2 separate regions of the Danio rerio genome follow, and region 1 is linked to region 2. A link is a contact called in public HiCAR-type data. All regions are on one chromosome and are shown on one strand. Each heading gives the region's core, a stretch centred on a gene start, on an enhancer-like site or on the middle of the called end of the contact. The rest is flanking DNA. Distances are from core to core; before and after follow the strand shown.

Region 1 (2,700 bases), core at 94-2,593, 110 kb after region 2:
TTCAAACAACCCACTCTAAGTACCACTGCAGAAAGAATGGGCTAAACTCCTTTCATTGCCTTATACTGAAACTGTAAATTATTCCTACTCAACTTACACACCATAAAGATACCATTATTCATTTTAAAGACATTTTTATAAAGGAAGTTTGGACAGGACTCAATATAAATATCTAACATCCTTTAATTTGCTATATATAGGCTATGCAATATATTAGAGAAATGGTTAACACTTTATTTTGATGGTCCACACTTGAGTATTAGCAGACTGCTTAATATCTGTTGATACTGCCCCTTCAACAGACATTTAACTGACTAAAAGAAACTTTGCAAGTACATGTCAACTTACACTAACCCTAACCCCAACCTAACAGTTTACTCATAATCTAATAAGAATTAGTCAGCATGCAGATGCAATGTAACTTAAATTCAACAAAAGGACAATGAAAATAAAGTGTGAAAGAGTAATGTTTTAGTGTTTGGTTCATTACACTACAAGATAAAACATGAAAGAATGTATAAAGGTCTCAAAGTGAAAAGACATCCTCAAAGTCACGAAAACTTTAATTACGATGACATTCGGTTCCACTTAGAAATAAATAATACTTGTTTACTTATTAGTAAACACTACTGGTCTGTCATGTTTAACAAGGCTGTGTTATTGTGATTTTCTTGAGCTGCAGAGATAAAATGATGAATGACTGGGCAAAGGCCACGACCATTTGACCATAAACTTACCCAACCTCCATTTTCCTCGATCCAGTTTTCCAGTGGCCCGTTCAGGTAGTCAGTCATCCAGTGTGCAATATTATCTACCTGGGACGCCATCTCCCGGTTGACGCTTTCCACGCACATGGTCCCACCAAACTCGAAGAATGCAATGATCCGCCCCCAGTTCACTCCGTCTCTAAAGAGCTCTTCGGCCACGGTTAGAAAGCTGCGTTGCGCAGAATTTGGGTTGAACACCATTTGTTGGGACATTTCCTCAAATTCGCGTTGGTAAATCCTTTCTATTTCATCTCCAGCATCCCGTAACACCCGGTAGAGCCTCAAATGAGGGTCTGAACGAGTGACCCGGGCTATCAGGCATTCAGAGTTGTTCCCTCCGCCGGCTGAGGGAGCCTGAAGCCTCCTGTCAGAGTTTGGAGAGGATTCCTCCACTGCTTTATTGAAGGTGTCATCTTCCTCAGCAGAGGACTGACATTTCCACACATATCCTCGCTTTGAAAGTTTATGCTTGAGGTATTTCTCCACAATATTCCGATTGTCATAGCTAATTTCGTTAGCCATGGTTTTAAATCACGATAGAAACGCGCGCGAGCAGGAAAGAGTCGGTTATTCGAAGTGCATGGTAACGGAAAAACGGTCTCTCAACGAGAAAAGCTGGGGAAAATGTCAAATTCACATCGCGCTGATGTGAATTCTGTCATTAAAATGCAATATCTGAGGCAAATGTTATAATTTAGCATCACATTCATTGGTTGCGACTCGTTAAAATGTTAGTTTTTAACTTTATATCCAGAACTGGCTGCAAACCCTCACGTCCAGAGCGCGCCGATTGATGGATGAATTGGCGGTTGCTGCAGTGCGCGAGCGCGGCGCGAGGAATGACCCTTCACTGCTCAAACTCACTGCGCTTTTCTATTACACTCCACTGGATATCCACCCAAAAGCGCACTCACATACAAAAAACACCGTACGTCGTTGACGTTACAGGACTGAAGGAGAGAGTAAAAGCAAACGCAGTATTTCTAAATATTCCACTGACATTCGAGGTCCCAGAAAAGACGGAAGAGAAAATAGCAACCAAGTCAGCGCACGAAGCACTTTTCCTCGTGTCAGATGGACAAGTATATTTCCATGCTGTTTTGGCAAAACGCAGTTTCTCCAACGCGCGGTGCGGATCGTGCAGAATTTACGCGTGCTCCGTCACCGCCGACGAATGACATCGAGGCTGGCGCGTTCATTGAAGCGACGCTCAGTCAGAAACTGTTGTAACTGAAGCTGTTTGAAGAGCACTCTCTGCGAGGGGGCGGGCTTCCTTACGTCACGCCATTCATTGTTTTGGCATACGTAGTAGGATGTTGATATTTAATAGTGTCTGCGTTGGTGTTTGAAGTGCACTTCTTTTCATTCGTCAAAGCTTCTTTTCAACATCCCCCCGGGACTCCATACTTCAGGCGTGTTTGTAAGTGCAGGGGTTTCACATTTTGACAAATGAATTTCTTAGGGAACCAAGAAGTGTCGTAACACGTTTTGCTCAAACGACTGAAATGTTTTTTTTGTTTTGTTGTTTTTTTTAACTGTCTGCGCAATATGGTGCAGTTTAGATGTGTACACTTTATGTGGTAATTTACAAACCGACATAAGGATAATGCTAATAATCTTATATTAATTATGGGGAGAAGTGGAATTATTTGTGTGTAGTAAATAATAATGCAGGTTGTTTTAGTTCAATTAATTGCATATATTTTACATTAATTGTAGCTAAATAAATGTCATTTTCTCCAACAAAAACAATCTAAATGACAATGTTTTTACTTGAAATTTGGAAATGTTGACAATATGAACAATATGCTGAAATACATACCTAGTATATCCAGTATACAGAGGATGAATAGATATATATACAAGTAGGAACAGTAATTTTCTTTTCAATTATAAATCTAATAAACATTTATGATAAGTATGTTAAGTTTAA
Region 2 (2,700 bases), core at 154-2,653:
TCATGTAATAATTTCACTATTTTTTTGAGGGGGGGGGGGGGGGGGGGGGGGGGCTCATATTATATCAGTCTTCTCATTTCATGTTTTTAGTTTCCTTCTTCATCTTCTATATTCTTATTTAGGTATTTCCAAGTGCTTGTTTTTTATTTGATGCATTTAATATTAGTTGCAAACAAATTTGATGGAGTTTTCATTGCATTTGCATATAGCCTATTAATGATCTCGTTAAATTGATCACAGTAGTTAATCTCATGGTCTTCTCTCAATTACTTAATTTTCAAAGTAGGTTTGGGTCTCTAAATGCTCAAATAATTAAATTATTTTATAAATTATATAATTAATGCATATCTTATTAGGCTAATTAATATGCTTTGGATGAGTAGACTAAAAGTGGCACGGTGGCTCAATGGTTAGCACTGTCACCTCACAGCAAGAAGGTCACTGATTCGAGTCTCGGCTGGGTCAGTTGGCAATTCTGTGTGAAGTTTGCATGTTCTCCTCGTGTTCTTGTGGGCTTCTTCTGGGTGCTCCGGTTTCCCCACACAGTCCAAAGACATGTGTGTATAGGTGAATTGAATAAACTAAATTGGCCATAGTAGTGTGAATGGATGTTTCCTAGTACTGTGTTGCAGCTGGAAGGGTATCTGCTGTGTAAAACATATGCTGGATAAACTGGCGTTTCATTCCGCTGTGGCGACCCCTGATAAATAAGGAACTAAGCCGAAGGAAAATGAATTATTTTTTTTTAGTTCTTGTATTGTCACAGTAGTTTGGACCTCATTGTCTTTTCTTAGTTTTATTCATTCTCAAAGTAGGTGTGGGTCTAAATGCTCAAATAATTCAACTATTATAAATTATATAACTAACCCATATCTAATTAATATGCTTTGGATGACTAGGCTAAATAAAATCAGCATTGATTCATGTTTTTAAGGTTATTTTTGTTTTGTTCTTGGAAATTCATAATCACCTTTTTTAATTGCGAATTTTAGTGGGCTTAAATTTGTTTAGAATTTACAGTTTTATCACACACTTGAAGTTTTTATTTACTATGAACAAAACCTTAGAAAGAGCATGCTGAACTGTAAACGAGCAAAGTAAATAATCTACAGCTTCAGTTTTTAGGGTCACGCATACCTGACCGCACATCACTTAAAATACCTCAACATCTCCACAGCACTGTCTCCATGGTCTCATCATCCTGATTGTGTTTGTTTAGCAACCGGTCCTTCTCACTCTCAAATATTAACAAACCCCTCTCCAGCCGTGGTCATTTCTGCTGTGGTAGCAGGTTTGTGGGAAAAATGCACCGACAGCCTTTGTAAACATTTTGTGAGTCGCTCAGTCGCTTGTCCCCGTAGATTCCCGCTCTCTGGACAAATACTGCGCGCTTTTTTTTCCCGCGCTCAGCTCAATTCAGTTTTGACAAGTTCGCCATTGTGTTCGCCCTCCCTGAAGCACTAGGCTCACCTCAAGGATAAATGTGTTTGCTGGTGACCTAGTAAAACTAACAGCCGGCCGGGCTTGTGCTCATTGTGTCAGACTGGCAGAGAGCCCCACAGTCACTGTTCACCACACACACATTAGACAAGAGTTATTTTTGGGTTAAGTTACACCAAGTCTTTGTCTTCAGCACAGACCCTAATAGCTCCATCCATGCTCAGATTTATATATATATATATATATATATATATATATATATATATATATATATATATATATATATATATATATATATATATATATATATAAATTGTAGCATATTTAGAAACAAACTGACATACATTTGTAGGCAAAACACTGAGGATAAGCAAATCGTACTAAATTGTACGAATTAGATCGTACGAATTCATACGAATTAGCCACTAAATGAAAAAGTTACGAATTGCCGTGAGATTGTGTTGGGATGCAGCACTTAAGACACATTCATATCCAATAATAATAATAACTAGCCTATAGTAGTTAGCATTAACACCAATAGACTATATTATACCAATAGATTATATTACAAGCAATTTTGTCATCTGTTACATTAAAAAGAGCAACAGACTTTTGTGGTTTAATAAAATGTAAATAATGGCTCCCAAATATGAGGTAAAACCCCAATAAAGGTTTAATAAAGACAACATTATTTTAGGTGTCCACTGCTCTCTATTAGATGGTGCCATTTGGTGAGCTACTCGCACTAGCTGTAATTATTTTTTATGGCAACAAATGTTGGCCAACATTCATCGATATGTTTTGCGTCTTAAATTTCTCATGTGACTTGAACATGAACATGAAAGAAATTTAGGCAAAATATAGTGGAAAAAATATATAATTTTCCCCCTTGTTTAATAAAAGATGAAGCACAATTGCTGTTTTGTTAGACATTCAATAAAAAATTTTAAATTGTTTTAAAACATGTTGTTGAACAAAAAATTATGAAAACACTAACATCATCATGTATTAGCCCGATCTCACTAAAAACATGACTATTTTATGTATTGTCAGACTGTTAATTTCGTTGACGAAAAATTTTCGTCACAATTTTCGTGACGAACAAGTTTCTAAATAAAAACGAAATAAAAATAAGTGATGATGATAACTGTAATTGAAAAATGTACTGACATTTTTGTTAACTAATAAAAGAGTCGAGAATGTGACTGAGGGATTTTTTTATTTTTATTTTTTCAGAATTTTACTTGGTGTGTGATTCAT

The links. HiCAR-type assays count read pairs that join an accessible place to other places.
Region 1: a contact with region 2 is called in a HiCAR-type map of caudal fin, with 7 times the contacts expected there. The contact joins the promoter of bcl2a here to the enhancer-like site in region 2. A contact is called at or near these places in 9 of 18 Hi-C or Micro-C datasets (embryo, fibroblasts, hematopoietic stem cells and 2 more) and 2 of 4 datasets of contacts at active chromatin or transcription factors (caudal fin and embryo).

Annotation. Positions count from the first base shown.
Region 1 is chr24:32,408,254-32,410,953 of GRCz12tu, forward strand. It overlaps bcl2a (BCL2 apoptosis regulator a), which reads right to left and starts at 1,344. Exons shown (of 2, transcript NM_001030253.2): 1 at 738-1,344. The coding sequence starts at 1,289.
Region 2 is chr24:32,300,493-32,303,192 of GRCz12tu, forward strand. LOC141380726 (a long non-coding RNA gene) reads right to left here. Exons shown (of 2, transcript XR_012399454.1): 2 at 2,641-2,700. Among named protein-coding and RNA genes, the nearest start is that of bcl2a, 110 kb to the right of the region's middle. Within about 2 kb of position 1,404, at least 15 of the 62 cell types and tissues checked have an H3K27ac peak or open chromatin away from gene starts, as enhancers often do.